3 separate regions of the Sus scrofa genome follow, and all the other regions are linked to region 1. A link is a contact called in public Hi-C and HiChIP or PLAC-seq data. All regions are on one chromosome and are shown on one strand. The core of a region is the stretch at or near the end of the contact, and the rest is flanking DNA. Distances in the headings are between cores, read along the strand shown. Region 1 has its middle 20 kb from the start of PDYN. Region 2 has its middle 110 kb from the start of SIRPA. Region 3 has its middle 90 kb from the start of SIRPA.

What was found. A called contact is a pair of places that touch in the nucleus more often than the background predicts. HiChIP or PLAC-seq counts read pairs in DNA pulled down with a chosen protein or histone mark.
Region 2: an H3K27ac HiChIP or PLAC-seq map of alveolar macrophages shows a contact between it and region 1. The contact joins two enhancer-like sites. A contact is called at or near these places in 5 of 47 Hi-C or Micro-C datasets (embryonic fibroblasts, fetal heart ventricle, heart right ventricle and 2 more) and 1 of 2 datasets of contacts at active chromatin or transcription factors (alveolar macrophages).
Region 3: a contact with region 1 is called in a Hi-C map of alveolar macrophages, with 2.9 times the contacts expected there. The contact joins two enhancer-like sites. A contact is called at or near these places in 7 of 47 Hi-C or Micro-C datasets (alveolar macrophages, embryonic fibroblasts, fetal heart ventricle and 3 more).

Annotation. Positions count from the first base shown.
Region 1 is chr17:33,534,461-33,538,839 of Sscrofa11.1, forward strand. No RefSeq gene overlaps it. Among named protein-coding and RNA genes, the nearest start is that of PDYN, 20 kb to the left of the region's middle. Within about 2 kb of position 1,726, at least 3 of the 83 cell types and tissues checked have an H3K27ac peak or open chromatin away from gene starts, as enhancers often do. A contact at or near this core is called in alveolar macrophages, where this site is marked.
Region 2 is chr17:33,717,427-33,721,805 of Sscrofa11.1, forward strand. No RefSeq gene overlaps it. Among named protein-coding and RNA genes, the nearest start is that of SIRPA, 110 kb to the left of the region's middle. Within about 2 kb of position 2,380, at least 3 of the 83 cell types and tissues checked have an H3K27ac peak or open chromatin away from gene starts, as enhancers often do. A contact at or near this core is called in alveolar macrophages, where this site is marked.
Region 3 is chr17:33,698,785-33,703,163 of Sscrofa11.1, forward strand. No RefSeq gene overlaps it. Among named protein-coding and RNA genes, the nearest start is that of SIRPA, 90 kb to the left of the region's middle. Within about 2 kb of position 1,732, at least 15 of the 83 cell types and tissues checked have an H3K27ac peak or open chromatin away from gene starts, as enhancers often do. A contact at or near this core is called in alveolar macrophages, where this site is marked.

The DNA of each region.
Region 1 (4,379 bases), core at 476-2,975:
GTCAATTTTCTACTGTACAGCAAGGTGACCCAGTCACACATACATATTTACATTCTTTGTGTCACATTAGCATGCTGCATCATAAGTGACTAGATAGAGTTCCCAGTGCTCTAGAGCAGGATCTCATAGCTTATCCATTCCAAAGGCAATAGTTCACATCTATTAACCTCAAATTCCCAGTCCATCCCATTCCCTCCTCTTCCCCCTTGGCAACTGCAAGTCTGTTCTCCAAGTCCCTGATGAATGGCTAGGGCTTTTTTTAAAAAGCTACTGTAATACACTGAATATTAATTAAGTAACACCTACTCGCAGGGAACCTTTACTGTATACAAAAATACTCCTGATACTGACAATCCCACGCTCACTCGGGAGTTAAGCTGGGGGGTTGTGGGTCCCTGCTGTCTCCCTAGTGATGCCAGCTGGGCGGGGAGCATTTAAGGGGACAGAAGTGGCAGGACATGGCACCTGACTGGATGAGGGAAGGGCAAGGAAAAAAGGCATCAAGAATGAATGGCCTGCAGGTCAGCACAGATGTGTGAGCTCAGAGGGCCCAAGGAGGTTGCAGGCATTCCTGGCAGGTCACCGCTGTCCCATCTCACCCATCTCAGCCTCCTAAGTTGATACATTGGTCTTCATGGAAGGTTCTCCTTTAGGAAAAAGGTCTTGAGAGACAGGCTGATACCAAGACCCTCAGAGGAGCTGTGGAAGAGAGGGCATCTCTGAGAGCCATCTCTGCCTTGTGCCTGGGCAGATAATAATCTGAAATAATAATAATCCGGACATAAAAATTATCCGAAAACAATCATCACTGGCTTTTGTAGTCAATGCTGTGGGAGCCACACCCAGATTCCATTTCTGGCTGTGGCACCCCTCCCCTCCCCCATTGCTTTCCGTCTAGGCTCTCACCACCACCGCCCTCTTCTCCAGAAAACTGCCCTCTCCCCAGCAACTCTGCCTTTCCCCACCCTGGCCTGGGGTGCAAAAGACCTTGCATGGGTGCGATTCGTGCTCCAGAGCTTACTTGAGGTCAGGCTGCAGCAAGTCCACCGACAAGGCCACTTTCTTTCCACCTCTATGTGGAAAGTGATACTAGCTGCCAATGAAATTCACCTCACGTTCAAGTTTCCACCTTGACCCTCAGCTTCTTCCCATACTGGAGAGCCACCACCAAAGGCCCTCAGTGTTTGTGGAGTGAATGACTTGAGTTATGGAAAGCCCAGGCACATAGTAGGCCCTCAATTTAGTTCCCAACGCTCCTCAGAGACCCAGTATCTTTCTCAGTGATCCAGAAAAATTTCAGGGGACATCTGGTTCCTTTGTAAGTGACCTTGCTCTAGCCTTCAAAGCTGTATCTGCTCTTCGCCGAGACCTTAAGGGGGCAGGAACTCTTGGCCCCCTCTTCCTGTAGGTCTGCAAAGATACTGCATCCACAGGAGGTGGCAGCCCCAAGGCAGGTGGCCAGCAGCCACCTGTGTCTGATCTGGGAGCGCCCCCTCGTGGTGAGACAGAACAATACATGTTGAGGGTGGTTTTTCCACCATGCAGGTGGTCTTGTGGTTCAAACTCCAGGAGACAAGAAGAAAATGAGGATTTAAAACTGGAACTCAAGGGCTTATTTGATGTAAATGGGCGGCCGTTAGCATTAAGACAAGAGGTCTCTATGCTTCCTATTAAAGGAGGCTGTTCTTCCGTGCTGTCTTTTCTCTTTGGCTGTAAATGATTAAGCAATTTCCTCACTGCAAAGAAAAGGAAATGTCTGGCCACAGCTCTCTTCTGCACTGGTGGAAAGTGAGCTTGGGCAAGTGGTTTCAGAAATTTAAGCCTCACTCGAGAACAAAGCACTTTTCTTTCTCCGCCCATTCCGTCTTTTCTCCACCCAAAATTTAAAGTAAGATAAAAACAGCCCCAATTTATTTTGTCCACCTATCCCTGCTTGGGGCTCTGGGGGGAAATTTTAGATAATAATGATGATGATAAAAGCAACAATAATAAACTGTAAATGCCGAGGGCTCTCAACTGAGATTGAAATGGCTGAGTGGATGAACATTTCATGAGTACAGACCAGAATCCTGGAAGGTGCTATGGGTTAAATTCACCTGCTCAGATGTATAAGTGAGGAAATGTGCTTCTCTGAGAGAGGAGACATAGCAGGGGCTTTGTAGTATTAAAAAAATATATCCAGTAGGAGTTCCCTTGTGGCCTAGTGGTTAAGGATCTGAAAAAAAAATTGTATATATATATATATATATATATATATATATACACACATATATACATCCAGTGGATATTTCAAGTAGTACAAAGAGAGTGGGGGGACTAGAGTTACTTAACCTTTGTTAAGCCCTTATTATTGCCAGGTGGCTATTATTATAATTATTATTATCATTATTTTTTTTCTTTGTTTTTTTAGGGCCATGCCTATAGCATATGGATGTTCCCAGGCTAATTGATACAGCACACACAGCCACAGCAATGCCAGATCCAAGCTGAGTCTGTGACCTACCCTGAAGCCCACAGCCACGTGGGTTCCTTAACCCACTGAGGGAGGCCAGGAATCAGACCCGCATTATCATGGATACTAGTCAGGATCATTACAGCTGAGCCACAATAAGAACTCCTATTATTATTACTATTATTATTACTATTATTATTATTATTGACTGCCTTGAAGCATATGGAGTTCCCAGGCCAGGGTTCAGATCCCAGCAGCAGTTGCTGGTTGCTACCTATGCCACAGCTACAGCAACACCAGATTCTTAACCCACTGTGCCGGGCCGGGGACCAAACTTGCATCTGAGTGCTTCAGTGATGCCGCTGATCCCATTGTGCCACAGTGGGAACTCTGGGTAACTCTTATTATTGGATTTTTAAAATAGCCTTGACACATGAAGATAATCATTTTAGAGATGAGGAGACAAGGCTTAAAGAAGGAAAGGGATGAATTCAAAGTGACATAACTGAAAACCAAAGAATTGGGATCAGAATCCAAGTCTTTTAAATCAGCCTCAGTGCTTGCCACAGCACTGGGTCAACTGGTCTACCAACATTCATTTGTTCATTAGTTTATTTGACAGATGTTTATTGAGTACCTACTATGCACCGGACACAGTGCCAAGCTATGACTGCTTGGGTGGTCCAGATTATCCTTGGCATTCCCGTATTCACCATTTTTGTTCATCACTCATTCACTTATCTTCTTTTTTATTTTATTCATGCAAACGGTTTACTTATTTATTTATTTATTCATTAATCCCCTCACTTATTTCCTCATTTACTTATTCATTGACCCACTCCCACATCAATTCACTTGCTCATTCATTTTTTATGATTATTCACTTATTTATTTGCCTGCTCATTATTTGCTCTTTCTCTTATTCCATTGATCATTCACTTGTTTACTTATCTCTTCACTAATTCATACATTCACTTAACGGTATATCTCTCCATCTCTCCATCTGTTGCTCCACCTATGCTTCACATAACCATTTATCCATTCTCCATCCATATCTCCATTCATCCATCCGTCTACTTTTTTTTTTTTTTTTTTTGTCTTTTTGCCATTTCTAGGGCCGCTCCCACGGCATATGGAGGTTCCCAGGCTAGGGGTTGAATCGGAGCTGTAGCCACCAGCCTACGCCAGAGCCACAGCAACGAGGGATCCGAGCCGCGTCTGCAACCTACACCACAGCTCACGGCAACGCCGGATCGCTAACCCACTGAGCAAGGGCAGGGACCGAACCCGCAACCTCATGGTTCCTAGTTGGATTCGTTAACCACTGCGCCATGACGGGAACTCCCTGTCTACTTTTTCATCCGTGGATTCCACCAGCCATTCTTTCCTCAGTTCCTCCTTCCATTCATCCATGCCTCCATCTACCTCCATCCTTTAAGGCCTCATGTTGACCTGAAAATCAAGAAGTAGATAAAGCTCAGTTTCATCCAGTGGCGGTGAATACGAAGAAAGCCCAAAACGTCACTATGACCAGGCAATGGCAGAGCACAGAGGGAATCCTAAATCGCCTGGGGGGTGGAAAATCCTGGAGAAAGTAGTAATTTAGGACAGAGGGAATAACACCTGCACGTGCTTGGAGACAGAGCAGGCAGCCTGCAAGTGTGAATGGCACTTGGAGATGAACGGAGGGAAAGGAAGATTGGGTCCAACTGCCTGGAATTGCACTTACTGCTCTCCTAGGTATTAACTCTTAAGACTTTTGGCTTTTTGGACTTCCTGCTGTGACAAAATGGGTTAAGAATCTGACTACAGTGGCTCAGGTCACTGAGGAGGTCCAGGTTTGATCCCTGACATGGTAAGGTAGGTTAAAGGATCTGGGGTTGCTGCAGCTGCAATTCCAATTCAGTCCCTGGCCTGGGGACTTCCA
Region 2 (4,379 bases), core at 1,130-3,629, 180 kb after region 1:
AGGTTGCAGAGACGCACTGTCTGGGTTTAATCCTGACTGTTCTAGTTCGCAATCTGTGTGATCTTGGGTAAGTTATTTAACTCGTTTGTGCCTCAGTTTCCTCTTAGAATGAGAATAAAATTAAGACCGACCTTGTAGGTTTCGTGTGAGGATTAAATGAGCAATTTCTTACAAAGCAGCTACTGCCACACAATAAGTTGTTTATGGATGCTTGATTTTATTCTTATCGTCTGGGCTAAGCTTCCATTCCAGACATCTTTGTTCTATTAATATCATTATTTTAAATTTTAAATCATATTATTTATTCAACATAAGTGAATTCTTGCATCCATGAATATCTACTGCGTGGCAGGCTTCTAGGTGCTAGGGATAGAGGGATGAGTAAAATTAAGTCCCTGTTCTCATGGAAATCGTATTTTGTAATTCTTAAAATAATATTTCATGATATGAAATGTTTCAAACACACAGGAAATAATATAGCAGATATTCATGTATCCGTACCCATATACATATATTTTTCTTTTTACAGTCGCACCTGCAGCATATAGAAGTTCCAGGGCTAGGGGTCTAATTGGAGCTACAGCTGCAGGCCTACAGCACAGCCGTGGCAACACCAGATCCAAGCTGCATCTGCGAAATATGCCGCAGCTTGTGGCAACACCAGATCCTTAACCCACTGAACGAGGCCAGGGATCGAACCCCACCTCCTCATGGACACTATGTCTGGCTCTTAACCCCCTGAGCCATGATGGAAACTCCCCGCTACCCCTATTTAATGAATGTTAACACTTAGCTCCATTTGCCTTACATTGAGAATACAAAAAAAAATTATTCCAGGGCTTCCTGGTGGCCTAGCAGTTAAGGATCTGGCATTGTCACTGCTATGGCTCCGGGCACTTCTGTGGTATGGGTTTGATCCCTGGCTGGGAACTTCTGTGTGCTGCAGGTGCAGCCAAAAATATGTGTATATATATATATGTATATATATATATATATTTTTTGAAAACATATAACTTTTTTGAAAACAGGTAACTGATTGAAGAGCGAGAGCTCTAGGGAGGGGTCCTGGGAAAGGTGGACATAAGGGACAAGCAGGCAGGTATAATTTCAATAGATGTTCCTTTCTGCTTCTTTGTCCAGCTGTCCCCACCCTGAAGATCACCACCAAGCCCTCTGGGATGCAAATCCAGGTACATCGGAGAGTGAATCTCACCTGCCACCTGAGCCGCTTCTATCCCTCTCACCTGCTCCTCACCTGGATGGAGAACAGGCACAAAGTTCAGACCATGGAGTCCCCCCAGGTCACCAGAAACCCAGATGGGACCTACTGGCAGGCAGAGGCCAGGCTGGATGAGAGCAAGTTTGCCTGCTGGGTGGTCCAGGATAAGCAGCCCCCAGTCCAGGCCAACATCACCCTGCGGGCTCAGGTGCCCAGGCTGGGGAAAGATGGGTGCAGCCTCTCACCAACCCCTCTGGGCAGCATGGCTGGGAGGGTCAGGGGTGAAAACACAGGCCACCTGCCTGGAGTGCAGACAGAAGTAGGTCAGGACTCAGGAAACCAAGGGTTCAGGGTGAAGGAAGGGAGGACGCCCTGGGCTGCTGATAAAACTCTCAGGCACTCACCCCAAATTCCATTCCTCCCTCCTCCACATCCTTCTCAAGAAGAAAGTGTGGGACTTCTTTTCCCAATTCCATGCACTCTTCTGGTTGAAATTTCTCTACCTTCATACTTGGCTTGGGGAAAAGGCAGACTATAAGGACAGCTGGGCCACCGAATCCCTTCTAGGAAGGCTTTAATCAATCAAGACTGGTTCAGGGCAGTTTCTAGAAGGCGTTTTTCAAGAGAGGCCAGAATTCTTTTTTTTTTTTTTTTTTCCTTTTCTTTTTTTGCTTTTTTAGAGCCATATCTGCGGCATATGGAAGTTCCCAGACTAGGGGTCGAATTGGAGCTACAACTGCCAGCCTACACCACAGCCACAGCAATGCCAGATCCGAGCCCCATCTGTGACCGACACCACAGCTCATGGCAACACCGGATCCTTAACCCACTGAGCAAGGCCAGGGATCGAACCGGCAACCTCATGGATACTAGTCGAGTTGGTTACCGCTGAGCCACGACGGGAACTCCTGGAGAGGCTAGAATTCCTGACAGGATTACCTGGGAAGCAGGGAAGGTGCAGGTGCAAGATTTGTATTCTCTCTACCGGGGGTTTCTCTCTCACACACACCTCTTTTTTCTCTCTTCTCCTCTCCCTTGCCCCTCATTTTCTTTTTCTCTCTCTCACCCCATCCAAATCTACCTCCTCTTCCCTACCTAGCTACCTTTTGTGTCCTAGATGACATTCTCCACTAGGGGGAGCTGTCCACCAGCAGTTCAGACTTTGCGGAAAGACCTGCTTTCCTCGGTTCTGCAGGAATCAGCTTGGGAGAAGGAATGACTGAGCCAGAAGAGATGAGATGGGGAGGGAAGGGAAGGAGGAGAGAAGGGAGCATTAGAACTGGCCAGGCCTGGACCAGCCAAGGGCGAGCCAGAATGTGCACTGACAGCTCTCCAGAACCATAGGAGGTGGGATAGGACAGCTCCCTACTGGCCCTGTCAGCTGCCGTGAGCTACTACCTGGGAAAGGGTAGACAGGATGCTGGGCTGCAAAACCACATGAATTCCCAACAGGGGCATTGCTGCTGCATTCACACTCTCCCGGAAAGAAGTGGCCTTTATCCGCCTGCTCTAAGAATTCTTGGGCAAATGACCCCATCCCCTTGCAACTTCTCACTGTCTTTTTTTTTTTTTTCTTTGTCCGGCCAAAATTTAAAAAAGATCCATAAAGTGGGCTATACAGATCTGGGTGAAAAACTCCAAACTGGTCCTTTCTGACCAGAAGCAACTTACGTTATTTCTTTACTGACTCACGCCGAGTTTGTTCCTCTCCTGTCTTATTTTCTCTTTCACCTGCAAACCTGTATCCTGCCCCCTGCTGCAAGGTAACCCACCCCCACCCCCGCCGCACCCCACCCTGTGAGCATCGCTCTGATTCTCCCACACCCTGTGCAGGTGTTTGGTGTGCCCTGTGGTCTGCAGTGGGGAAGGGCAGCTTCCTCTTCTGGTATCAGGCTCCCTTCTGCGTGGTGCTAATGTACCTTTGCATTTACAGCTCCTCAGTGTGAGCTCTAAACCCTTCCTCAGGTCCACTCCTTACACACTTACACACCTCTATACTCTGCTCATGTCGGCTGACACCTGTAGCACTTGCTGTGTACCAGGTGTCCTCACGTATGTTACCTGATATACGACAGCTGGAACCGCAGCAGAGGGACCAAGGTCTCAGGGGTCTCAAATAGCAGAGCTGGGACTGAGGGCAGGACTGTCTCCCCACAAATTCAATGTATTTTCTTTTCTTTTTCTCCCCCTTTTTTTTTTTATGGCTGAACCTGCAGCATATGGGTCAGATTTGAGGCTCATTTGCGACCTATGCCACAGCTTCTACAGTGCCAGATCCTTAACCAACTCAGCAAGGCAAGGAGTCGAACCCCCATCCTCACAGAGACAATGTCAGGTCCTTAACCCACTGAGCCACAATGGGAACTCCTCAGTGTATCTTCTGAAATTTTCCCTTCACCCTGCCTAAGAATATAAATCTCAGTGTTATCTCACGTCTTTCTCAAATTTCCCTCTTAAATACTCCATATCTGATATTTTTCTCTTCCTGAACTGTCATGTCTGCCCGCACATTCAGTTCTCACAGCTGGTCCTGAAACTATGGGGTCTCCTGCAAGTCCTGATCAGAGGCTCATTTTTTTTTTTTTTTGGCCTTTCAGGGTCGCACCTGCAGCATATGGAGGTTCCCAGTCTAGGGGTCCAATTGGAGCTACAGCTGCCAGCCTACACCACAGCCACAGCAACACAGGATCTGACCCTTGTCTGCAACCTACACCACAGCTCACAGCAACACCAGATCCTTAACCCACTGAGCAAAGCCAGGGATCAAACCCGCAACCTCATGGTTCCTAGTCAGATTCGTTTCCACTGTGCCAAGATGGGAACTCCCAGAGGCTTAAACTTTACCCCTCTCCTCTGTGCTGAGACCCTCACGGCCTTGAAGCACACACAGGCTCTTATGTTTGGAGGTGGCTAAATATTGGAGTCCAACAGATCAGTGTCACCTGGCAGGGCTGCCACGGGCCTCCTGAGACCTCAGCAAAGCACTGCCCCTTCCTGAGCTCAGTTTTCCCATCTGTGCAATGACAGTTTTATGCCCACCTCGTGGGGACCAGGTGGAGACTCCTTTTCCTTGACCCAGCTTGGTGCCCAGACAATGGGGCAACAGTGGGTGCTTTGTGATGCCCACATACAGTCTCCATAGTGGCCAGCCCAGAGCTGG
Region 3 (4,379 bases), core at 482-2,981, 160 kb after region 1:
ACCCTCAGAGCCTGAATCCAGAGCTGGTCTCCAGCAATACTGGACACTCGAGTAAATTGTTGAGCCTGTTTTGCCATGAATATATTATTCAATTTCTCATTTTTCTTGAAGAGTTGATTCAACCTCCATTTTCCCATCCAGGAAAGGGGGAGATAATTAATCTGCCTCGTGGATCTGCTGTGAGATCCTGCAAGCAAGCACATTTATTTAGAGTATTTGGAACAGAAGCCTGGCACTAGCAGTGTATTTGTGTTTGCCATTAAATTAACACTTGTTATTTGAAATTATCCTGTCTGTTTGTTCCTTTAGTTTTTTATTGCCTCCCTTCTCTCTCTGAAAGGCAAACGTCCCACTTGTGTCTGGATAAACAGATTCCAGCAAGGAGCCGGCAAAGGGCCCAGCCCTTCTGCAACGTCTCCCGTCTCCCGGTGCAGATGGGGAGGCCGAGGCAGGGGTGGAGGGCTGCGAGCGAGCGAGGCTGAAGGAACCAACCCGCTGCGCTGTCGGGCACTCTCTGCGCCCCTCTTTTGCAGGCGGGCACAGAGATGCTGCCAGCTGCGAGTTTCCGTGTCGCAGGCGTTCTGCCTCCCAGCGCGTTTGTCTTTCAAGGCCAGACAGAAGCGATCGCGGAAAAGCCGCCTGCATCCTGCGTCAGCTGCGGTTCAGTATTCAGTCTTCTCACCCCGGTTGGAACAAAGGCATCTTCTTGAAAACAGTAACTTCGTTTGCTGAGATGGCCGGTTTGGAGGTGCCCTGTGCGCTCCAGCGCCCCCGCAGTCCGCCCCCTCCCCCGGGCTGCCGGACAAGCTCCTGCCTCTGAGCTGCACTTCTGCGGAGGCGCAGGGACCGGCGGGTTCTAGTCCCCAGGTCTCCGCCTCTAGGTCTCTGCCCCGGCCAGCTCCTCCGCGGCCATGCGCGGCCTCTCCTCGCCCGTCAGACGGGGCGAGAGCTTGTAGGTACCGGGCCTACGCAGCCGCCTGCAGCGGACCGCAGCGCGCAGGAGGGGCTTGGTGCATATGGGCTCCCGTGTCCCTTTCCGATGCTGTTTCTCAGCTACCTCTTTTGAAATCCCTCCCAACCTCCCTTGGGGACAGGATAAGTTAAGCGGTCAGAGCAGGGGTTCGGGAGGCAGGGAAACCTGCCTCCAAACCCTACCGGACCGCCGGCTGTGCAGCCAGAGCAAGTTACCCTCTTGAGGCCACAGCTTCCTCATCTGTAAAATGGGGATGGAATAGTCAATAGGGTGATCCGTTCAGTCATTGCCACAAATTGCTTGATTCACTAGTATAGTCACTTTTTACAGTGTACAAATGTGGAACAGGTTCAAGGTAGGAAGGGGCTTTTTCAAGGTCGCAAGGCAAACCCTCCAGATCTCCTGAGGGTTTAGTCTTCAGCAGCCTAAAGGGTGAGTTCCCCAAGGGGTTTTATAAAGTCGGATGGCGGTGCGCAGCAAGGAGCTTTAGGGTCATCTCTCTTTCTATGGGCTCTCTGCCCCCACCCCCAGCCCTTAAGACGCACGCATTACCATGGGAACCGGAAGGGTAATGGCTGGCCGATCCTGAGCCTGTTCTGCATGTCTCTCTCCCAAGCCGAAACCATTTATTATTGTTGTTGTTATTATTTTTTAAATGTAATACAGAAAGCCTTGGCTGGGTAGGCGCCAGCCGGCTATTCAGAGCAGCCCCTAACCCCTCCGCAGCTCCCTACCAGGAAGGAAGCCTCAGGTTGCCCTCTAGTGGCCGGCGGGGTTATGCAGGTCCGTGAAGCTGACAGACAAGGGAACCAGAAAAACAAGCTTCTCTTCGCATGTGGTGGAGGCTGTCTGAAAGAGGGAGGGAGAAAATACAGCCTGGTCCTCTCACTGCTATTTGTGGTCCTGGTGGATCTCTCAGGAATCTTGGGAATAGAGAATAAAAGACCAAATTTGAAAGGCACAGGAGTTTTTTTCATTCTGCTTTTATTTATTTTTGAATAGATGACACATTTACATGATTCAAAAGATAAAAGGCTGTAGAGTGAAGAGGAAGTCTCCCTTCCACTCTTGGTCCCCGCCACCCAGTTCCCCTTCCTAGAGGCAGGCATTGTCATGTTTCTCACATCTCCTCCTGCAGAAAGCCTATGCAAACACAAATATTTTACAGGTTTAGTAGCTTCCTCTGTATACTCTTTTGCATCTTGCTGCTTCACTTAAAAATGTATCATGGGATTTGTTCCATATTGATTCATGGACAGCTGCCTCATTCTTTTGAACAGCTGCATAATATTCCATTGTCCGGATCTCATAATTATTTGATCAGTCTTCTATTGACAAGACTTTAAATTGCTCCTAATCTTTTGTAATCATGATGTTACAACAAAAACCTTGTACATACACTGTTGTGCATATGAGTAAATCACTTAGCTGTTGCTGTATAACAAACACAAGTTTTTCAACAAAAGGCTTTTGTTACTGTTCAGATGGATCACTGCTAACCCTGCTGATCTGGGTCAGGCTGGGCTCATTTTGTGTTGGCTCCTTGTGTGAATGGATTGGAGGGTGGCTCTTGCTGAGGTCTGGCTGGTCTAGGAAGAATGGGCTCAGTCACATGTGTAGCAGTTGGCTGGTTGTCAGCTGGGGTAAGAAGGGTGCTTGGGCCATGTCTCTTATCAAGCAACATGCAGTCTGGAAACTCCATGACTGGTATCCCATTCCATCATGTTCTGTTAGTCCAAGCAAGTCACAGGCTAGATTCAAGAGGTGGGGAAAAGGAAACCACCTCTCTGAGGGAGGAGCTGTAAATTCATGTTGCAAAGGGTATGACGCAAGGGCCATGGATTATTGTGGCCATTAAGAAATATATTTCTTTTTTTCTTTTTTTTTTTTGGTCTTTTTGCCTTTTTCTAGAGCCACACCTGTGGCATATGGAGGTTCACAGGCTAGGGGTCTAATCAGAGCTGTAGCCACCGGCAACACCAGATCCGAGCCACGTCTGCGACCTACACCACGGCTCACGGCAACGCCAGATCCTTAACCCACTGAGCAAAGCCAGGGATCGAACCCACAACCTCATGGTTCCTAGTTGGATTCATTAACCACTGCGCCACAACGGGAACTCCCAGAAATATATTTCCATAGTGTTTTTAGTTTATAATGGTTAGCTTTACAGACAAGTTGCAAGGATAGTACAGAGTTCCTGGACCCCTGCACACTACTGCCCCTATTGTTAGCATCTTGTATTCCTGGAATATGTTTGTCAACTAAAGAGCCAATATCGATACATTATTATTAGTTCAAATTATTATTAGCTCAACTCTGTTCTTTATGCAGATCTCATTGGCTTTTCCTTAATGTCTTTTTCTGTCTCAAGAGCCCATCCAGGATGCCACATTACATTTCATCATTATGTCTACTCAGGTTCCTCTTGGCTGTGACAGTTTCTCAGACTTACCTTACTTTTTTTTTTTTTTTTTTTGAAGACTTTTCCGATATTGAGGTGTGCCAGTCTGGAGGTCTGTAGAATGTTCCTCCAGTTGGGTGTTAGGTGTTTTTCTCATCATTAGACTGGAGTTAGGGCTTCTGAAGAAGCAGACCACAGAGATGAAGTGTTGTTCGTCACACATGCCATCATCTACCATTAATGACGTTAACTTTAGTCCCCCGGCTGAGGTAGTGTTGCCACGTTTCTCCCCTGGAATGTTACTGTTTCCCCCTCTTTCCATACTGTTTTCTGAGAAAGGAAGTCCCTCTGTAGAGCCCACATTTAACCAGATGGAGAGTTGTTCTCCACTTCCTTAAAGGGGCAGAATAAATTATTTGGAATTCTTCGGCTATTTGTGTATTCCATCATTTATTACATCAACAGGGTTTCTCCAAGGAACCCAGTTCCTTTTATTGAAGGATGGTATTAGAAACCAAGTTCTGGGTGCTGAGTGTGCTTGTTGCTACTGGGGGGCCACTCCCAGTGGGCAGAGCTAGGAAAGACATGTATGTATACGAGATGGTAGGTACACATAACTGTAGTTATTTCTACATCTGCCCATTAGCATTGATGTTAAGTTAAACATGAATGTATGCTAATGTCGCCAACACATATACAGTTGAGTCTATTTGTCTCCTCTTGTTTATCTGTAATCGTTGCCCCCAAATTCAAAAATGAGAAACCTGGCTCCCACCATCTGCCATGCATTTACCTAACTGTTCAACTCTAGTACATGGATGAGAGTTTAAGAATTGTTGACCCATCCTCCCATGAGGTGTGACTTTACCAACTAGAGCATAGTGCTATGGACGCTTCTTTTGGTCTTTAGTCTTATTGTTTTCAGTTATTTCTAGAGTTATTTACGTCAACATGTTTATTCCCCATCCACACCCTTCATTATATCGTACATTTTTAATATAG